Regions from separate parts of the Ovis aries genome. Here region 2 is linked to region 1. A link is a contact called in public Hi-C data. All regions are on one chromosome and are shown on one strand. Each heading gives the region's core, a stretch centred on a gene start, on an enhancer-like site or on the middle of the called end of the contact. The rest is flanking DNA. Distances are from core to core; before and after follow the strand shown.

Region 1 (5,930 bases), core at 4-2,503:
ACAGGTTTTCTGCCCTAGAGTTAAACAGCATCTCTCTTTCACTTACTCTAGCTTGTTTATCTTCTGAGCTTGAAATGCTAAGTCTGGTGGGACTTCGAAAAAGCTTCTGTCTTGCCATTCCTAACACAAAGCAAAAATAAATTCTCAACAGGATTACAAGCCTGTAACATCAATATCAGAGTCGGGGGGCGGTGAAGCAAAAGTTGCCTGGTCTTCACTGGACGCTCAGTCCACTGGCCTCAGATAAGACCCCAGCAAGCCAGCACCCCCCGCAGTCCATGGTAGGTAACTGTGCCCTCCTCCACCCCCCTCAGGAATCAGATGCTGAGATATATACAAAACGGTTTTTTATTTCAAAACGCAATCACTGTAATAATAACAACAACAACAACAATAATATAAAAAGCGTTTCTCCTTTCACCCTCGTGCAAAATGTTAGATGCACTCAGGTGGCTGGAAGGTACCTAGCTTTGGACGTGGCATCTTCCTGCAGTGCTGCACAGCAGCAAACTCAGTCCCAAGCTCCGTTTGGCGGATCCGCGTGGTAGTTCAGTTCTAGAAGTCGGTGGCTTCTCAGAAGCAAGTTCAGACAGCACAGCACGCCCACTCGAGCCTGCCCTTTCGGCCCTGGCTCACTCGCCCCTCTCCGGGGTCTCTCTTCCCTTCCCTCCGCCGGCCCCCGAGCTCCTAGGAGGCGTGCAGCCGGTTGGACAGGGCCCGGCAGGCCTGGGCGGCCTCCAGTGGCTTGCCTTGATCCCGCGGGGCCGGCTCCCCCAGCTCGGCCAGGGTCGCCTCGCGGAAGGGGCCGCACACGGCCTCCATCAGGCCGAGCACGGCGCCGAAGAGCGCCAGCACGCCGCCCAGCAGGTACATTCGCACCAGCTTCGCACTGGGCTTCTGCGCCATCAGCTCCTTGGCCAGGGGAATCAGCTCCTGCACCATCTCCATCTGGGCTTCGGGCTCTCGGGGTGGGGGTGACCTGCGGGAGCAGCGGATCGGGGTGGGGGGGGGGAGGACCTTCAGCCTCCGAAGGCCGGCTGCAGCTCTCGGCTCTCTCGAGGGGAGGCCCGCAGGGAGTGGGGGGCACACCGGGGACCCCGCGTCCGGCCGCGCTCCTCCGCGCCGCGCTCACCTACAGGGGCGCCGCCAGAGCTGGGGCGGCGATCGCCGTGTGCGTGGGCCCCGTGCCTCTGCGTTCTGCTTCTCCTCGCCTTCCTCCTAGCCTCGGGATGGGGACTCGGCAACTGGCACCTGGTCAGCGCCCCCGGGGCCGCTTATATTTGTTTCTCCGAGCCCCGCCTCCTGGGCTCCCGGGCCAGCCAGAGAGAGGAGGGGGAAGAAGGGGAGAGGCGGGGCAGGGACCTTGGGGTGGCGGCCACGAGCTGTGCACACCCTCCCTGCAATTGTGAGCCCGGAGGCTGGGGGCGAGGGCCTGAGGCCGGGGGCGGGGAGGAGGGCTTCGATGTACAAAGGTGAGGACCCGGAGCCCTGGGAGGAATCCGCGCCCATTTCCGACCTCCTTAATGGTGTGGGTGGATCACAGCTTCCCTCATCCGGAGAGGTCTGGAAGGACCCCTGGTGAGGACGCCTGAAAGTGAAGTCAAAGTCGCTCAGGCGTGTCCGGCTCTTTGCGACCCCATCGACTATACAGTCCAGGGAATTATCCAGGCCAGAATACTGGAGTGGGTAGCCTTTCCCTTCTCCAGGGGATCTTCCCAACCCAGGGATCAAACCCAGGTCTCCTGCATTGCAGGCGGATTCTCAAGGGAAGCTGGGGTTCTACTTAACCGAAAAATTAGTTTTCATAAAGAAAGTTTGTCATCTTCCCGCACGCATAGGGATTTGAGGTACAAGGAAAGGAGAGGGTTCCGGTTATGAAAACAGAAAGGGTCTCCAGGCTCTGCATAAGGAATGAAGTTTGTGCTTATAGTTACATTTCTCTCTGGTCTAACTGGTTTAGTCATGGGCGCTCGCATTGCTAGGGTCACTTGATGGGTAACTATTCATTGAGGCTGCCCTTTATGCACAGATGTGTGTGTGTGTGTGTGTGTGTGTGTGTGTGGTATGATGTTTGTGTCTGTAGGGGTTTGTACTTCTGTGTATCAGAGAACTGCCATTAAATCCAAACTCTCCCCACTAGCACTTAAGACGTGAAGTTGAGCACTGGGGCGAGGTGAACATGGAAAGACGGGCCTTGGGGAAAGTTTGCTGGCCTGAACTGCAAATATTTGCTGCGTCCCTCAATAATTATATCCCACTTCCCTGGACCTGGGGAGCAGCACGGCTGTACCAGCTCCATTTGGCAGAAAGGTGAGAATAGACAGTTAAGGTAAGAAGCTAAGGAGTAGAGAATACCCTTGGAAGCATGAAGAAGGTAGGGTTGATTTTAACCAGGATCACTATAGGCGAGGGAGGGTTCTGGTTTAGCCTTGGTTATTCACATATAAGAGCTAGTTAGCAAGTAGGGGAAAAGGAGAGGCCCTGGGCCAAAGCCCTTCAAGCAGAGAAAAGGAGAGGGCAGAGAGAGGATGGGGAAATTGGACAGGCCAGACAATTGCAAAGGTCAGTGATGCAACCTTGCAATAGCCTGGCAACGTCAGTCAGGCTGAGCCCCGAGGGGAGGGACCCGGAAAGGGCTGTTGCAGGGATTACATATTGGGCTTGTTGGAAGTTTTAACAGTAATTTTTCTTGGGAGTCTGAGGCAATTTCCTGGACAAATGAGTTTAAAAAGACAACAGTAACACCTGCCCTTCACCCCTGTAGTTCAGTTAGTAGGATTTGTGTGTGCAGCTTGGGCAAGGTTACCTGAAGAGCTCATTTGAAATTCTACATTTTAATCTGTACACAAGCAGGCAAGGTGACCAGGGGCCAAATGGGGATGATTCTTGGAGCTCGTGTCCCCTGCTTATTATTCCTTTAACCTTGTCAGGCAGGAAGCTTCTGTAACCAGGGAGATGAATATCAGTCTTGGGCATTTTCTTTGAACCTTTCTTACAATTTTGGTCTTTAATAACCAGCAGAAGTGATCTGTGAGCTTTCCCAAGAACTATGTGAGTCTGAAATACTGTGACTTCTGAATGAGTGTGTGCTGTCATCTTAATATCAGGACTTTCACGTGGTTTCTGCTCTGAGGGTGAGTCAGCCCCTTGGAGCTTTGGCCTCCAAAACTCCAAAATTGACACTTCAGTGAGCATTTCTGGTATTTCTGTAACTCAAGAGACACAAGCCGCACGTCTCTCAAGGTCAGCAAGCTGTAATTTATTTGGGGTTCCCCTTTCTTGTGACTAACTCTGGCACATCACATCACCTCAGATGAGTTCCCCTGTTTCTCTCTCTGATAACCCAGCTTTGACCCCGAAGGTCTTACCAGCTTGCTGGCCAGAGCTGGGCAGAGTAAAGGAGCAAATGGCAAGGACTGGGGTCACTGGTGGATTTGCTGTTCCTGGTTTAGGTGGTAGCTAGGGCTGAGTGCAAGATGGTAGGAATAGAAGGTTGAGAAATCCAAGGTCACCAATGCTAGGAATTTCTGACTCTGCTCCTCTGTCTGGGTGGGGAAGAGGCCAACCAGGGTAGCAATTTGGCTAACGCTTGGGAAGCTAAGCATGTGATTTGACTGTGCTGATGTCCCTTTAAAGATGCAAAACCTTGTGTTGAATCCTGCAGGTCAGACACAAGGTATTTAAGTGAAGGTCACAGTTGTAGGGCAACAAACCCTTTGCCTAGGGCTGAGGGATTTCTGGAAGATGCTACATTTGCACTGCTGAAACTGAAACAGTTCCAGGCAATCCAGAGCCTCTTGCTGTTGTTCAGCCGTTAAGTCGTGTCTGACTCTTTGGACTGCAGCATGCCAGGCCCCTCTGTCTTTCAGTATTTACCAGAGTTTATTCAAATTCTTGAGTTACTTTCATTTCATGGGCATTAATGTTAAACACCACATTATCCTACCATTCCCTGCCCAATGCCCTGCTTTATTTTCCTTCATGGTGCTTCATGCTTGGATTTATGTTGATGTAATTATGAATTTGCTTCTGTGTTTTCTTCTGTATTCATCTGAGGATAACCTTCATGGAGACCGGAACTTTGTTTTATTCTGCACTGCATCCCCCGGGCCCAGTATAATCCTTGGCACATAGCAGATCCTTAATAGGTAACGATGGGATTAATCGAAGAAGGGAATGGCACCCCACTCCAGTACTTTTGCCTGGCAAATCCCATGGACGGAGGAGTCTGGTATGGTGCAGTCCAAGGGGTTAATGAGTGTCTTCCCTATTGGACTGGCAGGAGAAGAGACTATGTTTATGAAGTTTGCCTGCAGTCAGACTTTTAGTAGATACTCAAAGAAGCATTCAGGGTTTATTTGTGTATTTTTTTTCCTTTGGGGGCAGTTTTTTTTTTTTCCTTTGTTTTTTGTTCTCTGTTTTCTAATCCACATCAAACACTACCACCAAATAAATCTTCCTAAAATTAAGTTTTTATACTTAAGTGCCTCTTGAAAGCCTGGATGGTTTCTCATTGCCCACGTGATGAACTTTTGGATTCTGCATGTTCAGTTTATTTGGTCAATATTCTTGGTTCCAGGAACTCTACTGTCTGATCTTCCCTATTCACCCAACCTCACATCTCATCTTCTCCAGCAAGTTGCCTTTGTTCCCCAGACCGGTTTTGCACAGCCCAAGAGGCAATTCCTTCTTGTTGCTCGTGACTCACCTCTGCTGCCCCTCTTCTTCCTGCCTGAGAAGCTCTCCTCTTTTTGCTCTGTCTTCCACCTTCCAGGTTAGGTGCTCCAAGAGGCCCCTACTGCCTGTGCCAGCACAGCCTGCCCTCTCCAGCTCTGTGAATTCCAGCTGGAACTGCCCAGGTTGGCACTGCATTGTGTACTGGATTGTAGAGCACTTGCCTTGTGTCCCGGGGGCTTTCCCCATGTCTGCAAAAGGCCAGGCCTTTGTAACATTCATAGTCCTGACATCTAATAGGAGTCCAGTCAGTGCTAGTCTCATTGAGCTGCAAGTCAGAGCAGGGACAATGGTTGCAAAATGTCAGTAAAGACTCTTTGGGGAGGTTATTTTAGGTACAGTGTTTTGTCCTTGGCTCAGAGCCATAGGCTTGAAATTGCCCATGACCTGGCAACTCGGCTGAGTCCCTTCCACTCTGACTCCCTCACCTTTCACTTCCATTTCCAACTGAGTGTCTGACATTGCAGTGATTGGCTCACTCTCAGGCACCCTTCCAACCTGCTCCCAGGACCCCAGGGCCTTGACACATCAATACTGAGGAACAGATCGTCCATAGACATTTTGCTTTTATCCCTCATGGCTTCTGGCCAAGCAGAGCCACTAGCTGCTGGAACCAGTAGCATGGGCTGGGAAGGAAAGTGCCCTGCCACCCACACAGCACACACCCAGTACTGTACTCTACAAATTTGTTTTTTTTTTTTTAATTTATCATTTTTTGTTGGTGCATACTTGCTTTGCAATGTTGAGTTAGTTTCTGCTGTACAACAAAGTGACTCAGCTGTATGTATACATATATCCCTTCCCTCTGGAACCTGTCTCCCCACATAACCCCTATACTTTATGAGTTTGAATCCGTGCAAGGAACTTCCTTCAAGCTCAAGTACTAGCTGGACTTAGTATGTGGTTCTGGAGTCAATCAGACTTAGGTTCCTTCAAGTCCTGGCTCCTCTTGCCAGGGTCTGACCTTGGACAAGTGAACTTCCCCAGTCTCCATTTGCTCATCTGTGAAAGGAGGGTGGTGCTTGCACTAGGGCGCTATGGTGGGCTTGGTGGTCTGGCACGAATGAAGCAGTTGGTTCAGCCATTGCTTACTCTTCAGTTGTCTTTGCCTCCTGCTCCACGTCAGCAATCCTCGCGGTCCTTTATCCCGGCCCAGGACACTCGCATTCCCTAGGTGGTATTGGCAGCAAGAAGGT
Region 2 (6,114 bases), core at 3,603-6,102, 65 kb after region 1:
TGGCCCCACACGGATATCATCCTGGGATGAGTCTACACACTGGGAGTCGGGAGGCCCCCGTTCTCCGTTTTCCTTTCTTACTAGCTGTATGAACTGACATAAATTAGACAAGCCTCCTTGGGCCTCAGTTTCCCCATTTTTCAGACCTGGGCATCTTACAGAGTCAGTGGGGATGCCAGTGAGTTAGCGTGGCGCGTGCTTTGTAGATGCCAACGATGCCGTCTAGTGTTCAACCCCAGGAATCTCCTTTTTCAGGGTGTGACTGCAACGGACACTCAGAGACATGTCACTTTGACCCAGCCGTGTTTGCTGCCAGCCAGGGGGCACATGGAGGTGTGTGTGACAACTGCCGGGACCACACTGAGGGCAGGAACTGTGAACGGTGTCAACTGCACTATTTCCGGAACCGGCGTCCTGGGGCTCCCATTCAGGAGACCTGTATCCGTGAGTAGGGGACCCCCGGCCTCATCTGTCTATTAATCTGCTCTGGGCTCAACAGAGCACACGTCCCTGGGGACTCACATGCCCTCAGGAAGCATAAAGACTTGGGGGCAATTGTTTTTGACTTGGCCGTGCCTTCCTAAGCAAGTCACCCAGCCTCTCTGGGTGTCAGTCAATTGGTCAGCTGGTCATTATGTAGAACTTATTGTGAGTATGCGGCTGCTTAGTCCCTTCAGTCGTGTCCGACTCTGCGACCCCATGGGCTGCAGCCCGCCAGGCTCCTCTGTCCCTGGGATTCTCCAGGCAAGAATACTGGAGTGGGTTGCCAGGCCCTGCTCCAGGGGAATCTTCCCAACCCAGGGATTGAACCCAGGTCTCCTGCATTGCAGGTGGATTCTTTGTCATCTGAACCACCAGGGAAGCCCTTTTTGAGCATAGGAAAGAAAAAAGTCAATATCAGATACAGTTCCCGCTGTCAGGAAACACACAGATTGGTAAATGAGGGAGGAAATGAGGGAGCACTTGGCCCGTTTACCTGCCTTTACCAGGTGGTAATGTGGTTTGCTTATTTTTCTGTTTCTGCCAGCATTAAGAACTCCTCTATGGCAGGGATTATTCTTGTATCCTTGGGCCCTAGCACAAGGACAGATAAATAACTGATGCTCCAGAAATGTTTACTGAAGAAATATAAGTCCCCCAGGAGTGACTAAACACATCCATAATGGTCAATGGGGCTTCCTGGGTGGCTCAGTGGTAAAGAACCCACCTGCAATGCAGGGGCCCCAAGAGATGCATGTTCAATCCCTAGGTCAGGAAGATCCCCTGGAGGAGGGCATGGCTACCCACTCTAGTTATTCTTGCCTGGAGAATCTCATGGACAGAGGGGCCTGGCAAGCTATAGTTTGTGGAGTTTCAGAGAGTCAGACACTACTGAAGCGACTTAGCACGCATGCAGCGAGGGCCAGTGAGTTTGTACAATTTGAATCGAAAGCACTCTGATTCAGGTGGATTAATCATGCAAAACTTTCCAGAAGAAGTAAGAGTCTCTATTTTGAAAGCTATGAAAGGCGCCCAGGTGTTAGGGTGAAAGAAAGTTGGTTCACTTGCTGTTGATATTATCTGCTTATGGAAAGAATGAGAAAGCTTGAGTTTGACTTCTGTTTCCAGTACTACTTGCTGTATGACCTGAGTATGTTATTAGAACATCTCTGAGCTTCAGTTTCTTCATCTGTACAACAGGGATAAGCATGGTCAATTCTCAGGGTTATGATAGGATTGCATAAGGCAACATGCAAGAGTGCCCAGCTCAGTGCTGGCCACAGAGTGGTTTGTTCAGTATATCATGCCAACTGAAACTTTCGTACTACATAACATGTGCCAAGGACTTCCCTGGTAGCTCAGCTAGCAATGCAGGAGAATCCACATTGCAATGAATTCCAAAGAATCTGCCTGCAATGCTGGAGACCCCGTTTGATTCCTAGGTTGGGAAGATCCCCTGGAGAAGGGATAGAATTCTTGTCTGGAGAATCCCAAGGACAGAGGAAGCTCACGGGCTACAGTCCACGGGGTCCCAAAGAGTCAGACGCGACTGAGCGACTAAGCACATCAAGGCACAGCAACACGTGCCAAGCCGAGCCCTGTTGCCCCTGCTTTATTCCTCATAAGAGGCCCTATGAGTGTTACATAAGTATCCCCATTTTATAGATGAGCAAACTGAGGCACAGGGCAGCTTAAATAACTTGACTAAGGTGGTCAGGTCGTAAGCCAGGAAGTGGGGGGAGGGGAATAAGACTCTGAACCAGAATGTGCTCCCCATGCTCTGCTTTTCCTCTCTGGCCCCCCCCCCCCCCCCCCCCCCGCACCGCCTTTGTCTTGCAGCCTGCGAGTGTGACCCGGATGGGGCGGTGCCAGGAGCGCCCTGTGACCCAGTGACTGGCCAGTGTGTGTGCAAGGAGCACGTGCAGGGGGAGCGCTGTGACCTGTGCAAGCCGGGGTTCACGGGGCTCACCTTCTCCAACCCGCAGGGCTGCCACCGTGAGTAGAGGGTCCCAGCCTGCCTTGGGGCAGGGCAGGCGGCCCTGCGCATGAGCCGGGTGCAGGCCTGGCTCAGAACGGGGACAGAGCCCGCCCGGGGAGGCGGCCAGGTGCTGGGACTGGCGGGAAAGCGTGGCGGCCTGGTTTTCTAGGTTTTCTGCGGGGGAGCGCCCCGCCAGGTTCGTCTCCCTGATGCGTGTCCTCTGGGGGAGGGGTGGGGACCAGACTTGGGTGCCCTCCCCTCAGCTCAGCAGCCCCCCTCCTGTGCAGGCTGTGACTGTAGTGTCCTGGGCTCCCGGCGGGACGTGCCGTGTGACGAGGAGACGGGGCGCTGCGTGTGTCTGCCCCACGTGGTGGGCCCCAAGTGTGACCAGTGTGCCCCCCACCACTGGAAGCTGGCCAGCGGCCGGGGCTGCGAGCCCTGTGCCTGCGACCCGCGCAACTCCCTCGGCCCCCAGTGCAACCAGGTACACCGCGGGCTGGCCCCCACGCCCCCGCAACGTCCCTCCCTGTGGCTCTCGGCCTTGGCAGGCCCGGAGACGAGCGCCTAAGGCGGGGCGGTCCTGGGTCCGACCGCGGAGCTTGCGTGCTGGCGGGAGCCTCTGCGGCTGGGGTGCGCCGGGGAGTCCCGCTGGCTGACCCGGCTCTCCCCGGCAGTTCACAGGGCAGTGCGCCTGTCGGGAAGGGTTCGGGGGCCTGACCTGCAGTGCCGCAGCCATCCGCCAGTGTCCCGACGGGACCTATGGAGAGGCAGCCGCGGGGTGCAGAGGTGCGTTCTGAGAGGCGGGGGCTGGCGGCGGGGGTGTGCAGACGCCGCAGGGGGTGCGGGCTCGGGTGGGCTTGTGCTGGGGGGCGTGCGGGTCTGTGGTGTCTGGTCCACGGGGGCTGGGCCCTGGCAGCCCGCTAGAGTACTTGTCCCCTGCTAGCCCATCCCCATGTCCCCGTGTCCCCTCGTCCCTGTGTCCGCATGTCCCCCTGCTCCCCCCGTCCTCGTGTCTCCCTGTCGCCCTGTCCCCCTGTCCCCCTGTGCCCGTGTCCCGGTGACAGGAGGGCTGCTTTGCGCCTCTCTTCCCTGAGAAAGCATCTCCCAGCTGTGGAGAAGCCCCCTCCTCCCTCTTCGCGGATGCAGAAAGTGAGCCCCGCGGGGGTCAGTTTGGCAGACCCCAGTCTGTTCCCAGCCCTGTCGCCCCGGGCGGGGTTGCTCCCCCTCTCCGGGCATCGGCCTCCTAGCCTGGGAAGGGGCACCCTGCCTCGGGTGCTTGCGCCCTTGACGGCGGGCGGGTCAGAGGCTCGCGCGTGCGCTCGGGGAGCGGAGCTCGGGCCGCGCCTGCACGAAGGGGCTGCTGAGTGAGCCCCGCCGCCCTCGCCATGGTTCTGCTCGGGCCTTGACAGCCTCTCTCTGAGTCCTAAGACCCCGAGGCCAGACGTCCTCTCCAGGGCGCTCCCCGGCAGACTCTCGCCCTCCCTGGCCCCTGGCCCCCAGCCCCTGACCATCTTTTCTCCCGCCCCAGCCTGTGACTGCGACTTTCGGGGCACCGAGGGGCCGGGCTGCGACAAAGCCTCGGGCCGCTGCCTCTGCCGCCCCGGCCTGACGGGGCCGCGCTGTGACCAGTGCCAGCGGGGCTACTGCGACCGCGCCCCGGTGTGTGTGGCCTGCCATCCCTGCTTCCAGACCTACGACGGCGGCCTCCGGGAGCGGGCCCTTCGCCTGGCCGGCCTCCGCAACGCCTCCGCTGGCCTGTGGCCCCGGCCGGGCCCGGAGGACCACGGCCTGGCCTCGCGGATGCAGGACGCCAAGAGCAAGATGGAGCAGATCCAAGCCACTCTCGGCGACGCCTTGGTCACGGAGCAGGAGGTGGCCCAGGTGGCCAACGCCATCTTCTCCATCAGGTCATTCCCTCTCCCCACTGAGCCGTGGGGGTCCACAGAGCGGCCCATATTGCTTACAACCCTTTACCATCTACAAAGCCTTTTCCTAGCGCTTCCCTGGTGACTCAGAAGGTTAAGAACTTTCCTGCAGTGCAGGAGATCCAGGTTCGATCCCTGGGTTGGGAAGATCCCCTGGAGAAGAGAATAGCAACCCCCTCCGGTATTCTTGCCTGGAGAATCGCATGGACAGAGGAGCCTGCAGGGCTAGTCCATGGGGTTGCAAAGAGTCGGATAAGACCGAGCAACTTCCACATTTCACTTTCAAACCTTTTGAAACCTTTGAAACCTTTTCAAACCTTTCAAACCTCTCTTTTTCACCGTCGCTGCAGTCCTGGGAGGTTGGTGGGATGGGTGTTACTACGTCAGTCTTGCCAGTGAGGAAACGGGCACAGCTTGGTGACGTGACAGAACCAGCTGTCCACAGAGGGGCAGAGTGGGGGACCAGGAGCACAGGCACCAGCCCAAGTGCCCAGCACTGCCTGCGGGTGTCAGCTCTGGATGAGTCACCCTGGTGGAGGGCATGTGAAAGGCAGGGCTCCGAAAATAACTTGTGTTTGCCTTTGGAACGGGAGCGGTCCCACCCACAGCCCCCTCCTACCAGCAGAGGCCTCTTCTCAGTGAGGTTTGGTTCCAAAGTTTTCATAATGAGTTTTGCCTTCCCTGAGCCCTTGCCAACTCGCTGACCGTGGTGGGGCCGAGCCACCCTGGTGTGCAGTTGGCCTCGGTCTCAGAGCCGAGCAGGGAGCCTGTGGGTATCTGATGGGCTGGGCGTGCCAGCCTGGAGGGGCCTCCTGAAGGATGGTGCACGTGGAGCAGAGGTTGGCCGCGGAGAAGGGGAGGCTAGTGGCAGGGACTGGTTGGGTGGAGCTGCAGAGGGCCGGGGAGGGAGGAGTCTCTGCATACTCAGTGACCATGGGTCAGGGCAGGTGACCCCGCTTTGGGCGGAAATGGACAGGCGGGTCAGCAGCTCTGGGAGCCCTGGTGGGGAGAGGAGAGACCTGGGTGCCCAGGGTCTAGGCATGACTGACGGCAGCCTGTAGGGACCCCAGGAGGAGAGGGTCAAGGAAGCTTCTTGTGGAAGCTGGTGTGGGGACGCAGAGGAGAGCTAGGAGCCTTAGGCTCACACCTGTCCAGGAGGGAGAGGTTTTTCTGGATCTGCTTGCATAGGGATGGAGGGAGACGATTCCGGCTTTAGCCCAGCAGAATCCTCTCCCGTCTGCAGCTTTCCCTGATGGCCTCCGTTTCTCCTGACTTGGTAGCTTTTTCTCTGGGGGGATGGCTGGGTCTGGGGAGGCAGCCCCTCTCCTGTATTTTAGTGGAAACTTCTCCCCCTACTTTAGGCGGACGCTTCAGGCCCTGAAGCTTGATTTGCCCCTGGAGGAGGAGACCTTGAACCTCCCGGGAGACCTGGGGAGTCTGGACAGGAGCTTCAATCACCTCCTCGTCACGTATCAGAGCAAGAGGGAGCAGTTTGAAAAGATGAGCAGTGCCGACCCTTCAGGTGAGCGGGGTGAGGGGGAAGTGTGGAGACCCCACACCAGGCCAGACTTCGGCTCCCCTCCCACTGGTCCTCCGCCTCCAGGCCTGAGGGGTCCAGGGCTGGCTCAGTGAACCTCTCTTCTTTCCCCTTCTGCACCAGGAGCCTTCCGCGTACTGACTGCAGCCCACCAACGGTCATCCCAGGCCGCTCAGCAGGTCTTGGACAGCTCC

The links. A called contact is a pair of places that touch in the nucleus more often than the background predicts.
Region 2: a Hi-C map of mixed tissues shows a contact between it and region 1, with 2.1 times the contacts expected there. The contact joins the enhancer-like site here to the promoter of G0S2 in region 1. A contact is called at or near these places in 4 of 16 Hi-C or Micro-C datasets (hypothalamus, liver, mixed tissues and 1 more).

What each region holds. Positions count from the first base shown.
Region 1 is chr12:73,092,228-73,098,157 of ARS-UI_Ramb_v3.0, forward strand. It overlaps G0S2 (G0/G1 switch 2), which reads right to left and starts at 1,254. Exons shown (of 2, transcript XM_042229270.2): 1 at 1,137-1,254; 2 at 331-979. The coding sequence starts at 948. The coding sequence ends at 688. The region is part of intron 1 of LAMB3 (laminin subunit beta 3); the gene reads left to right.
Region 2 is chr12:73,153,374-73,159,487 of ARS-UI_Ramb_v3.0, forward strand. It overlaps LAMB3 (laminin subunit beta 3), which reads left to right. Exons shown (of 23, transcript XM_042229264.1): 10 at 256-444; 11 at 2,320-2,475; 12 at 2,746-2,942; 13 at 3,133-3,244; 14 at 3,987-4,365; 15 at 5,745-5,905; 16 at 6,044-6,114. Among named protein-coding and RNA genes, the nearest start is that of CAMK1G, 47 kb to the right of the region's middle. Within about 2 kb of position 4,853, at least 5 of the 54 cell types and tissues checked have an H3K27ac peak or open chromatin away from gene starts, as enhancers often do. A contact at or near this core is called in hypothalamus, where this site is marked.